Linked DNA regions of Mus musculus: all the other regions are linked to region 3. Evidence: chromatin contacts called from public HiChIP or PLAC-seq and promoter capture Hi-C data. All regions are on one chromosome and are shown on one strand. Each heading gives the region's core, a stretch centred on a gene start, on an enhancer-like site or on the middle of the called end of the contact. The rest is flanking DNA. Distances are from core to core; before and after follow the strand shown.

Region 1 (4,201 bases), core at 1,374-3,873, 750 kb after region 3:
TATCTTTAGAACTTTGCATGCTGTTGTTCCCGGTTCCCTTAGTTCCCAGGCCAGTTTCTTTTATGAACAAGTTGTGGCAACTGGGCATTTTCTTAAGTTTGTTCCCATAAATTCAGTTCCTGGTTTTTCCTGCTTTGGATGGCTGAGTGACTCTTTCCAGGAAGTACTTACATTGTGACCCTTCTCTTCTATTCTGGTGACCCTTTCTTCAATCCCAGCTGGGTTTTTTTTTTTTTTTTTTTGTCTCTGGGATTTTCTTTTTAGTTTTATTTACATAGTAGCTCCTGGAGCCTTACCCAAACTGGATTAGCAGCAAGGTTCCTGCAGTAACCCTTTCATTACCAGAGCAATTTTCTTCACACATTGTTTTGAACTTCAGCATTTACAAGCCACTCCTGTGAAACTCAAAGGTAAAAGGACACATGATTTGTTCTTGCTTTGACATGTCCAGTGTACTTATGGTGGAGTGCTTAAGCTTTGAAGCCATTTTCTTTCTCCTTTAAAAAGACATAGAATGGCAAAGGGCAGAGGTGACCCCCCCCCCTTCCACTAAGGCAAAGCATGAATCTAATGAAACTTTTAAATATTGTCAAAACTCTGAAATTTACCTGAGGACAAAGGCAACCAATTCAAGTTTAGTGTTATATGCATTTTGAATTCTTTATTCTGTGTTTCTGGCCACATATTTTCCTGCCTTAGCCAGCAGTGAAACTTTGAGAGTAAAAGCCAAGGAAAGCTGTTGCTAGCATAGGCAGCTTCCTATTGCAACCATCAGCCAGTGAGGATTTTTACCTAGGAGGCTACATACAGAAGAGACTCATGAAACCACTGCTCTGTGATGTGACAGGTTTAATGGTTATTCCAAGGTGGCCTAAGGGATCCAAACAAAAGTGGCTATAACGAGTTATGAACAGAACCCCCAGAAACATTTAAACCCTGCTATGAAGCTAGTAGGTGACAGTTACCGATAATCATCAATTTGACAAAATTAGTCACATGGGACCATGGCTCCTGAGGACATTCTCTTGATTAGTGTGATGCCATTCCTTGGATAGGGCATCCTGCACTGCTTACGAGTGAGGAACATGAGGCAGTGAGCAGTGACATGCATGCATTCACATCACTCTCTGCTTCTAGACTCTGGGTGAAGTGACCAGCTGTTTCAAGTTCCTGATGCCTTAACCTGCCCCACGAGGGACTGTGCGTTAAACAGTGAGCTGAAACACACCCATTCTCCATAAATTCTGTCCAAGTTTTATCACAGTCACAGAAAATGGGAGGGAGATATGCTACTGTGAACTTTAGTGATGGCTTTGGCTACATATTACTTATTTTACATCTATGAATGTTTTGTCTGCAGATATGTCTGAGCACCACATGTTTGTAGTGTCCATGGAGGCCAGAAGAGGGCGTCAGATCCTCTGGGACTCGAGTTACCAGCTACACCTGGGTGCTGAGAATTGAACCTGGGGGTGGGGTGTTCTCTAGAAGAACAAAAAGGGCTCTTAAGAGCTAAGCCATCTCTCCTGCTCTGATGACCTTGTATATGTAGAGGTTGTGTTTACAGTTTTATAGCAGGGGAGACCCAGAGGTTCAGAATCGTGGGTGTATGTGTCTCATAAGCAGTGGACAAGGACACATAAACATCAAAGAATACTCATTTTGTCTTGTACAGATTGTAAGGTGGAGGCTCTTGGCAAGTTTCCGAATGAGCCAGAATGGTTGCAATGCCTTACAAATCACTTGGTGTTCATCTTCTGTTACCTAGGCACTGCCTAATGAAAGGCCACACTAGTTTCTAGTGGCAACTGATTCTCAAGGGACTAAACTAAAAGCAAGGAACAACAGAGCAAATGGCAGAAGGTAATAGCGAGGCAATGGTAATACAGATGAACGTAGTAATAGATCCCTGCAAAGATCAGCTTAAGTCCTCAGCAAGCTTATATACTATATAGACACAGATCCTGCTCTAAAAGCTTCTACATTTATAATACGGCAAGAATGTGCCATAGTATTAGGAGACTAGAGCAGAACAAAAGGGTTTCAGGGAAAGGGTGTGTGCACACTAATGTGGTTTGAACCTTGAACCAAAAGAAATGGCAAACCTATTTACACCTTTTATTTTCATACAGTAGTTAATCATTTGCACCAAACGAAGGAGCCGGAATACAGTCCCAGGGAGCAATTCCAAACCATTCACTCATCCAGCATTTTACTCTTCGTCGTCCCTGATGCCTTAGAGACGAGTCTTAGTCTAGTCAAGGAGAGAGTTAAAAATTGCTCTGGGTTTGCACGCGGCAGGGACCAGCCTTTCACATTGTCCCACGTGGTCCCAGCAGGTGAGTGTAGGTGTGGGCGCGTGCGGCTCGTGGTGTCTGCGGAGTGAGCGCGAACACGTGTCAGAATGGCTGGGGTCACAGTGCATGTCCCGGTGTCGCCTCACCCTTCCTTGGAATAGTCTGCCGGACCAGCACCAAAGAGAAGCCGGCGTTTCGGGCCCACTCAACGGAGGCGGTGCGGGAAGATCCCGCCGTGCGCGATTGTGAGTGAGCGTGGGCGCACGGGGGCCGGGCGATGGCGAGCTCGCGCGCAGGCGCAGAGCGCGCGAGCCGGCGGTCGCCGCAGAGCGCGGGGGGCGGAGCCGGAGCGCGGGGACCAGGCCATGGCGGCCGCCGGGCGCTGGTGCCGGCGCTCGGCCCGGGAGCGCCTTTGTCGCCGCGGAGGATGGTGACCTCACGGTTCGGGCCGCTTCCGCTGCCTCCGCCTCCCGAGACGCCGCAGCCGAGGCCGGACGCGGGAGAGCCGCCGCTGTGAGCCGCGCAAACCGGGCCCCCCGCCGTCGGAACCGAAGATCTCACCGGAGGGGCGGGAATCGGAGCCGGGCAGCAGCGGACACCGCCATCCCCAGTGCCGCCCCGCAGGCAGGGAGGCTGCGGCTCCAGGTGACTGCGGTCAGCCGGGAGCATCCCGCAGGCCTGCTGCCCACTGCGCCTCCCCTCCCCTCCCCCACCCTCGCTCCTCCCCGCCGCGCCCCCTCCTTCTCCGGCTCTTGGCCCCGGCCTGGTCCCCCTCCGCACCGCGCCCTCCCGCCCACCCCTGAGCAGCGATCAGTCTCCTGCGACCTCCTCGCAGAGCCTCATACTCGTTCCCGGGGCCTCGGCTGCCTCCTCACCACCTTCCATCCTTCTTTCCTCCCGCGCCTGGAGAGGGAGAGAACCCTCACATTCCTGAGATGCCCTCATTGGGGCTCACCCCTCTCTGCTCTCCTGTACCCCGGTTGCAAGGCCTTTCCCGGTCTCTCTGGCAGAGGTGTCCAGTCCGGGCTCCTTTGCTCAGGTTTGCATTTCTAACTTTTCGTCTTTTGCGTTTCTGTTCACTCTTTTTGCTTTCAAGCTTCTTCCCTCTTCCCTGGCGTCTCCTCACCTCGCAGCCCCTTAACTCAGCCTAACCATGTGCAGGCGGTGCAGGTTGCGGGTTTCAGAAAGACCTGCCAAGCCCAAAGAATAGGGGGACCCCTGGCTTAGTGTGCAGTGCGCCTCTCTTCAGTCACGAGCAGCTCATCTCTCTCTTACTGTGTTCCTTTTCCCGCTCGCCATCCCTGGGTTCGCCCTCTCCAGTTCTGCTTTCCCACCCTAGGACCTTTGTGGAATGAACCCCCTATTCTATCTAAGGGTTAGGAACTTGACTCATATAAGCGCGCCTTATGAGGCGCGGTAGAGCCAGCACCCTTGGCGAGGCAGGGAGCACCCGGGCTTCTCTTCCTGGCAGAGTTTCTGCTCCACGTAATCCCCTAGCCTTGGGGCTGCTGCGTCCGTGCCGCGCTGCTGTGCTGTGCTCGCTGCCTGCTTGCGGCGAGCTGGCTTGGGGTTACTACAGTTCAAATGTATCTGAGCAAAGCAGGCGGGGTTGGGGGAGGTGCGGGGAGAGAGTGAGATGGGGCGGGGGAAGGGGCCTTTGCAGTGGGAAGGCATCAAAGATTAATGGATGGCTTTGCATCTCTGTCTGCAGTAAACAGGAAACTAGTCTGAAAGGAAGGGGTGTGTGTGTGTGTCTGTCTTTATTTTATAAAATACCGAGTGTGCAGTTTTGTGAATCTTGAACCAGACCCAAAAGGATGAGCTGCCGGTGCTGCAGTCGTGACCTAGGCTGAGCGTCCAATGGCAGAGGTAGCGTTGTTTTCCTTCTCTGTGTCGGGCCCTTA
Region 2 (4,298 bases), core at 1,115-3,614, 700 kb after region 3:
TGGGTTGGTGAGCAGGGTAAGGGGATAGTTAATTTTTGGAGGGAAAACTAGGAAAGGGGAGAACATTTGGAATGTAAATAAAGAACATATCTAATTTTTAAAAAAGAAAAAGAAACAGCTACATAATCTACTCACATGCACAAAACTGGTGTTGGTTCCCTGACTAAATCTCACCACATCCTAAATCCAGTATGTCACAGCTGTCTAACTCAGAGTCCATCTACAGGAGTCAAAGCATCAAACTGTAGGGTTTTTTTTTTTTTAATGCGCTCATACAGATCCAACCACAGAAATGTTACATGGCAGCTGCTATTCTCCCTAACAACTAAACACAGGTTGCTTGTCCCATTAAGCTGTCAACACTTATAACCTCACTTCCTTCATAGGTCAGAGCACTGAGTTCCCGAATCTCAGAGCACTGGCGTTTTTTTGCAGCGCTTTCGCGTGGGTGATGAAGTATTTGATCATGTGATCGTAAGCATCACAACCAATTCTGAGAGAAGGTAAATTTTAATTAACAATCTGCAAAGACTTAATGTAGAAATCTATTACTGTGCTTCGAAAAGCGTACCAAATCCATATTCACATTGGCTTCCCTGTCCGTTTCCCTTTAGAGTCCCACTTAGACCTACTTACTCATATGTTAATGTTCTGCAGAAAACCTGCAAGCATGCTAACTTAGGGCAACGATGCCACGTTAGGCAGAATCTGCCCTAAGAAGTTTTATGACCTTGGCTAAAAAGGCATGTGGGTCAATTTGAAATCTGTAAGACACAGAAACAGGAATGATTGTTCGTAAGAGCTAGGAAGGCTTCTAGCTGTGCTGAGCTGAGCTGAGCTGAGCTGAGCTGAGCTGAGCTAACCGGTGCTTGGACGGGCAGGGTAGTCTGGAGACCATGAGAGTTTTTTGACCAGTGGTTCTCAACCAATACCACTGACTTAAATTTGATGAAGACTTCTTGGAAGTATCATCAGAATAAGGAAAGAGACCTAACAATGTCCACTTTAACCAGTCTTTTTCTACCACCTCTGAGGTGGTAGAGGCTGAGCATGCTACTCCTCTAGGCTCTTCTGTTACCGGCTTTAGAAAAACCTGCCAATGGCATGGGCCCCATGCACTTAACAACAGGCACTACTTCATAAAGAACTTGTGCTACAAATGGTAAAGACAAGTTGTCAAATGCCCCAAGACTCTGGGCATAGAAAAAAAAAAAAGGTTATACAAACCTTTCCAGCTTAAGTTCTTAAAACTTTTTTTAATTTTTGAATCTCATTTCATCACTACTGAGAATCATGCAGGACAAAAAAAGCATGGGCATTTTTATACTTTCTCATACAATGCTAATGGTTTATCACATTTGTCCCCCAAATTGGGGGGTGGGAGTGGGTGGTGATGGCGATCCAACTCAAAGAGGACATTTTTATGGGATATGTAATCAACGTATGTTTATACTGGAGTTCTGCCTAACATCCTGTGTTGGGTTTGCCTAGTCTCTTACCTCTCTAGCCCTCAGCCTTCCAAACCCAGAGATGAGTCAGTTCACATGTATGTGTTTTGATAAGCGCTAACACCTGACAGCATTTGATAAGCCGCGAGGAGCTAGGAGAACGGTAGCAGTGAGGGCTGAGCACGTTAACTATCGCTATCTTAATCTTCACAATCCTGGACTAACAAGCGACCTCACTGTACAGATTAGAAACCTGCAAAATAAGTCACAGCGACTCTCGCCCAACACCGCATCACGAAAAGCAGCCAACGGCGGCAATTTCAAAAGTGACAGTGTGAACTTTTCATCCAGCCCGGCAAGAGTGAGCGTGCGGTGCTGGGCCGCGGGCCCTGGCGCCGGCCCGCAGGAGCCGCGCGGGGTGCAGCCCGGACTGCCCCGGGAGTATCCCAAGACAGGCAGAGTCTCAGAAACAAGCTGCCTCGGACGCCTTCGACAACCCGCGTGAGGGGAGGACAAGACAGACCCTGCAGGAGCGGGGGACGAGGCCCGCGGACGCAGAACATTCTGGGACGTGGGAAGCCTTGGGGTCAGGTGAGAAGGCCGGATGCGAAGGCTGCGGCCACGACCCGCAGTGCGCCGGGACAGGGGCCTCTGGGGGCCAGGCGGGACAGCTGCAGTCCCAGCCCACCCGGACCGCAGCGAGACAAACCACGGGGCGCATGCAGTTCAGTGGCATCCCCCGGCCGCAGCGTCGCCTTCACAGGCAGGCGCGCCGGAGAACCCCGCGTCCTCTCACCTGGAGCGCGGCGGAACCAGCTACAGCGGACGAAAAAGCCGGCCGCAGCGGAACCTAAGGAGACCGGAAGCGAGGGGCGGGACCGGAACCGGCGGGCGGACCGGAAAGTGTGGTTGAGACCGGAAATGTGTTGTAGGGGAGGGGGAAATGCGGCTGCCGCTTGTTTGGTTTCTCCTCCGATGTGACGCCTGCGGAGCCCAGGCCGGCCGAGTGTTTTCCAGACTTTGACCTCTGTGAAAGAGACCCCTCCCGGTTCTTGGTGGCCGCCGCCGGCTGTTCTGCGCATGCTCCGGCCCGGTGGCGACTTTTTTTTTTTTTCCACCAGAGCTGAGCTTTGCGGAGCCCTGTGACTCCTGTGGCAGTGTCGCGTTCCGAATGAAGCCGACCTTTGAGGACTGAAGAGGAGACTTTTCTAGAGACGCAAGGAGCCAGGAATATAATTTGCCCACTCCAGGGGAAAGCCGGCCAAAGTGATCCAAACACTCATGGAACAAATATCCGTGTGACAACGGTGTTCCAGATCTGTGTGTCGGTCGGCTCCACCCACTCGTGCTTGCTTTGCCTCCTTAAATGCAAGGAAAGCTAGTTCTCTTTACAGAAGAATGCCATGCTTTCATAGAAATAAATGCTGCAGCGTTCGAAGTCACTCGGAGAGACCGGAGACTCCGTTTAAATTATAGTTATCCGAGTTTTTCTTCTTAAGCAGCCGCTCTCTTTAGTTCCTGTGAGCTAAAACAGGAAAGGGGCTTTTAAGGGCAGTTACAATTACTTCATTTCTGTGGGATTGACAGCTATGTGAGGAACTGCCTCACCCCCACCCCCCACCCCCTGTGCGTAATGATGAGCGGAGTTCGCAGAAATCAGAGCCAGCAGTTAATCATTTCATAGCAGTTTTCCAATTCATGGGGAAGGGGCAAGGAGTCAGAGTTGCTAGGAACTTATCTTTTCGGAATTTAGAATGGGTGCCTCACATAAAGTGGAGTTTTTCTTAGCTATCAAAGCAGTCTCCATTTGAACCCCTGGAGGCGGCTCTTGCCTGTAATCCCAGCTGAGGCAGTAGGATAGTGCATAAATTTGAAGCCAGCCTGGGCATAGGGAATTCTAGTTCCAGCCCTGGGATACAGACTGAAACTCTGACTCAGACAGAAGAAAGCCTCAACGGGACCTAACCCTTCTCATCCATTCAAGAAATTCCCAGTGTTACTTGTTATGCAAAAGAAAAAAGAAAAGAAAGACCTAAAAAGTAACTTGAAGAATGTTTACATCATCAGCCCCTAGATAAGTATATCTGATACTTTTTAAAACTTCAAATTCAATCTTAGAGACCCATAAGAGGCGTGGCCACCTCTTGACAGTTGTTCTCAGACTTCCTGTGCCTTGGTACAAACAGACCCACAGAAAAATTAATGTAATTGGAGGGAGGGGGAAAACATGGTTTCTCTATGTATAGCTCAGGCTTGCCTGGAACTCACAAAGATCCACCTGCCCAAGTGCTAGAATCAAAGGCATGCACCAGCATGTATGGCTAAATTAATGTCATTTTAAAATTATAAAAACACAAATCCAAAACGTTTTCTTAAACCAGTTTCTTCCAGAAGGGGAGAGTAAAAAGGTAATATTGGTTCCATGTGTGTCTTTCCTTTTAGTCGATAGAGCTGTACCTGCTTGGGTTTGTTTTGGTTTTTTCATTTCTTGGGCTTGTTAGAAATAAAGCAACTAAATTTTGTGTCTTAGCAATTTTTTAAAAGACTTGTTTTTCAATGAGTATGAGTATTTTGCCTTTGGAACTGGACTTAAAGATAGTTCCGGTTCTCATATGAGTGATAGGAACCAAACCCAGGTCCTCTGCAAGAGTCATGGCTCCAGTCCCAACTTGAGGGTTCTTTAGTTAAGAGGTTTGGGGTTTTCTGTTTTGTTTTGGTTTTTGGTTTTTTTCCTGTACTTAATGAGAATATCTACTCATTCAAAACAAATCCCTTGCTTTCTTCAAAAAAGAAAAGACTTTCTACAAAACCCACACGGAAGTTTAACAACACAGTCAAAACGACCATCAA
Region 3 (4,193 bases), core at 739-3,238:
GCTGCTAACAACCTGAGTCTTAACCAACATTTTATCCACAATATATATATAATATATATATATTTTACAATCTTGAGGGCCATAGCTTCTGTTTTCAATTCCTGGGCAGTAACATCAGCAAGCAACACACGGCTCAATAGCAGTGTAGTGTTGCTCAGATGTCAGCAGTTAGTATATCCACAGCAGGGCCTTTTCTGTCTCTACAGCCTTCTACTAGTTAAGTAAACTTCATATCATCACTTTTCCATTAAATACAATTTCTTTCTTTCTTTCTTTCTTTCTTTCTTTCTTTCTTTCTTTCTTCCTTCCTTCCTTTCTTTCTTTCTTTCTCGAAACTCAGAAATCCACCTGCCTCTGCCTCCCGAGTGCTGGGATTAAAGGCGTGTGCCACCACGCCCGGCCCTATTTATTTCTTTATTTGAATTCTGAAGTTAAGTCTATCTATGTAGCCCAGGTTGGCCTAGAGTTCACTTATACTCCAGGTTGGCCATAAATTTGTGGTAACCCAGACATCTCAGCCTCTCAGATATGAGAATTATAAGGAAGCCAAAATCCTCCTCTGGCCCCCTGGGCATCTCGCTCATGTGTACCTATGCCTCCAGCTTTAGTGATGTGCACCTTATTGGGGTGGGGTTGACCCACACACGGAGAGTTAGCATTTTCTCAATTCAACAATCAATGTGAATATCTTTCTTCCTGCACAGTTGGACCACTGCCAAGCTTCTGACCTTTTTAATGTCCACGTACAACCTGAACTTCACCATCCTTTGGAAGGCACACAGACTGAACCTGATGCTTCTATCTCAGCACTTTGGAAAGAGGGGGAAAGACACGATCTTCCTCTGAATGTGAGAAAATGTATTGAAATGCCTTACGTAGTTTTTGCTTCAATTAGAAGTCCCAAAAGGATCAAACATCTTGGCAGCTGATGCTCCATTGATGGATGCTAAAAGGAAAAGTTCTGTTTTCTTTTTAAATTAAAAGCACTTATGTGCAAATAAAAAGTATCAGCCAAAAATAAAGGTATTAATAAATTACACTTTGTCAGAATTAAATATTCCTGCATTTTAAAGGACATAATTAAGGAATTCAAATACACGGTATCAACTAAGAGAAAAGAACATATACATAAAAGGAGTTGCATGTTATGGAAATAAAAAGAAATCTTTAAAAAATGATTGGATGTGTGCACTTGAGTTTGGGTACTTGTAGAGGCCAAGAGAGGTTGTCAGACATGAATGCTTGGAATTGAATCTAGGTTGTCTGAAAGAGCAGCAAGTGCTCCCAACAGCTGAAATATTTCTCCAGTTCCAGAAATAAGGAAACCTAACATCTCAGCTTGAAATAATATATCTTGCTAAGATGAAAATATCTATTAAAAATGAGCAGACTTGAACACACCATCAAAAAATGTATGGAGGGCAAATAAGCAGATAAGACATTTGACGGTACTAGTCATTAGGGAAATGCAAATTCAAGCCACAGGAAGAGTACCACCAACCTGTTAGAATGACTACAATTAAAGCCGACTAATGCTCTCGGAGCTGGTGAGGAAGCAGAGTAACTGGCTGTCTTATGCCTCGTTGGCAGGAAAGCAAAGTGGCCAGGCAATATTAGAAACAGCCAGGCAAAATCTGGAAAGTTGAATATGCATCTGCCAGATACCCTGGCAATATTGCTCAAGAGACTTTGTGTGTGTGTGTGTGTATGTGTGTGTGTGTATCTACAATTCATAGCATTATTAGTCAGACTCAGGAAAACTACCTCTTTTCCAGAAAAATATCCCACTCTGAGTAGTATTTGGAGGGTTCCTAGACTTGTTGAAGCTAACACACAGATCCCAAGTTAAGTACCCTTAACCTAGGATTCCAGAACATTTCCCCAACTGAGAGTCAAGGGAAGAGCTGCAGAGAAGATCCAAGCTGAATTGCAGAGCAACGTTTCATTCGCGTTGCTTACTCGTATTGGACAGCAGATGGCGCGCCCGCCTGCCTGAACGCCGGGCAGGTTGCACTCTAAGAACGCGGTGGCGCGCGAGGGGGCGTGGCGCAGTGCCTCTCACCACCTCGTCCGAGAAACAGCTTCCAAGTGTGCGTGGAGGAAGGACGCCAGATTGCAGGTGGCTAGGAGCAGCCCCGGGGGGCCCCCCTCTGTATTCCTTCCTAGCGTTGAGCTGTAGATGCGGCGTAGCGGTGGAGAGATGCGCGTCCCTCAGGGTGCTTGGATGCGGTGTGCGAGCAGAGCTCTTGGCAGTAAGCACAAACCACAGAAACCTGACTGCAAATACTTCCACATGCAAAGGAGGAAACCGAAACCTTCCTGCGTCATTTAAAAGGAACGAAAGCTGGAGATGTAGTTCAGTGGTAAACTCTTGTCTAGCTTACGTGAGTGAGGGCTAGGTTCAATTCTCTGTACTGGCAAATTCAAATAAAATAAAACCAAACGAAAAGCATCCAAACAACTCTGTTTTTTTTTTTTTTTTTTAACCTTCTTATAGAGCGGTCTTTCCCCTGCACACTAGACTTCTTCCTTATTGTGGGCAGTGTGGTACAGGTAAACTAAGAGAAGCTTGACTGAAGACGCGTAGGGCTTGTTTTCTCAGCTGCTATCCTTGGCTCATCCAAGCAGGAGGGTAGAAGTTAGAGCCTGAAAAGCAGAGAGACGCTCAGCCTGGGCAGAGAAGAAGAGACCCCTCGAACTTAGTACTGGGGAAAGTGAGTCCCAGAAGGCAGTAGGCATTGTAAGGTTACTCAATTGGTTGACATGTATATCCCTCCGAATAAGGATGAAGGTGTCTGGTGTGCAGGCAAAACAGTGTTTTGTAGGGGGATCAGGGTTTCTAAAAGCCAGTTGTTTTCATGGGGTCATAAATTAGCCCAGCTCCTAAAGCAATGATGCTTTGCAGCAAGGGTTCTCAACCCGTGGGTCGCGACCCGTCTCGAGAGTTTGACTAACGTTTTCACAGCGGTTACATATCCAGATATCCTATCCTGCGTATCAGATATTTACATCACGATTCATACCAGCAGCAAGATTACAGTTATGAAGTAGCAACGAAAGTAATTTTATGCTTGGGCTCATCATAAAGCAAAAAACTGTATTAAGGGATTCCAGCCTGAGAAAGGTTGAGAAACACTACTCTAGCGCATTGCTTCTCAGCAGCCTGCCTGTGATTTCAGCACCAGGGAGAGGCAGAGGCAGGAGGATCACCTTGGCGTTCAAGGCTAACTTGGGTGAGTTCCAGGTCCACTTGTGCTAAAGTGTAATGCCCTGTTTCTGGTGGGGAAAAAGAAAAGATTCTGGCTCATGATCAACTGTGCCTCAAGAAGAAGGATGTGCAGACCAGATGCCCGGGTCTTCCATTTCCTAACCCAGTCGGGAGGAATGGGAGGTGGGATAAGTCCGTATTCTAAATAAGCATTCTGATTAATCCTTCCATCCTCCTCAATATTTTTAAAATAATTACTTATTTATTTTATGTATATGTATACTGTAGCCATCTTCAGACACACCAGAAGAGGGCATCAGATCTCACTATAGATGATTGTGAGCCACCATGTAGTTGCTGGGAATTGAACTCATGACCTCTGGAAGAGCAGTCAGTGCTCTTAATTGCTGCGCTATCTCTCCAGCTCCATTTTCCCCAATTTTTGCTTGTTTTACTGTTTTGCTTGAGGCAGGGTCTTGCTATGTAGCTCAACTGGCCTAACCCATGGACTAACCCATGCTACCCTTGGACCTCTGATTCTCCCATCTCCCCGGGGCTGCCAAGGCAAGTCTATACCACCACACTGGAAACTCGGAGTGTGAGAACTAGGGCCTTTTGGTAGTTCAGATGAAAGAGAGCCAGGTTCTGAGTTCCCAACTCTTTCCAAAGTTGATTTTTCTGCTACAAATGGTCAGATGTGATCCTGTAATCCCAGCATTTGGGAGGCTGAAGCAGGAGGACTTTTGTGAGTTGGAGGCTAACCTGGACTATGTAGTAAGTACCAGACCTTTTTGCGAGGTGGCTCAGCCACCCTGCTTGATGATTAAATTCTATCTCTGTGACCTACATGGTAGAAGAAGAGGGCCAACTCCTACAGACTGTCCTCTGACCTCCATATACTCATGGTGCCATGTGGGCTATTCTCTTATATAAATGAATGAATGAATGAATGTACAAACTCACAAATAAAGAAGAAAAACAACAA

Evidence for each region. Promoter capture Hi-C pulls out the DNA fragments that hold promoters and counts their contacts. HiChIP or PLAC-seq counts read pairs in DNA pulled down with a chosen protein or histone mark.
Region 1: a promoter capture Hi-C map of the C10 cell line shows a contact between it and region 3, with 14 times the contacts expected there. The contact joins the promoter of Rnf145 here to the enhancer-like site in region 3. A contact is called at or near these places in 18 of 39 promoter capture datasets (the 3T3-L1 cell line, 3T3-L1-derived adipocytes, the C10 cell line and 12 more), 1 of 15 datasets of contacts at CTCF or cohesin (large pre-B cells), 2 of 484 Hi-C or Micro-C datasets (LSK cells and muscle stem cells), 13 of 115 datasets of contacts at active chromatin or transcription factors (bone marrow-derived macrophages, embryonic forebrain, embryonic hindbrain and 9 more) and 1 of 9 other capture datasets (embryonic stem cells).
Region 2: an H3K4me3 HiChIP or PLAC-seq map of embryonic basal ganglia shows a contact between it and region 3, with 7 times the contacts expected there. The contact joins the promoter of Ublcp1 here to the enhancer-like site in region 3. A contact is called at or near these places in 17 of 39 promoter capture datasets (the 3T3-L1 cell line, 3T3-L1-derived adipocytes, the C10 cell line and 11 more), 1 of 15 datasets of contacts at CTCF or cohesin (the NIH/3T3 cell line), 12 of 484 Hi-C or Micro-C datasets (the 3T3-L1 cell line, the 4T1 cell line, B cells and 7 more), 18 of 115 datasets of contacts at active chromatin or transcription factors (astrocytes, cardiomyocytes, craniofacial prominence and 12 more) and 5 of 9 other capture datasets (adipose tissue, embryonic stem cells, liver and 2 more).

Annotation. Positions count from the first base shown.
Region 1 is chr11:44,516,333-44,520,533 of GRCm38.p6, forward strand. It overlaps Rnf145 (ring finger protein 145), which reads left to right and starts at 2,624. Exons shown (of 11, transcript NM_028862.4): 1 at 2,624-2,942.
Region 2 is chr11:44,468,184-44,472,481 of GRCm38.p6, forward strand. It overlaps Ublcp1 (ubiquitin-like domain containing CTD phosphatase 1), which reads right to left and starts at 2,365. Exons shown (of 11, transcript NM_024475.5): 1 at 2,245-2,365.
Region 3 is chr11:43,765,028-43,769,220 of GRCm38.p6, forward strand. No RefSeq gene overlaps it. Among named protein-coding and RNA genes, the nearest start is that of Ttc1, 19 kb to the left of the region's middle. Within about 2 kb of position 1,989, at least 88 of the 459 cell types and tissues checked have an H3K27ac peak or open chromatin away from gene starts, as enhancers often do. A contact at or near this core is called in the 4T1 cell line, embryonic basal ganglia and embryonic limb bud, where this site is marked.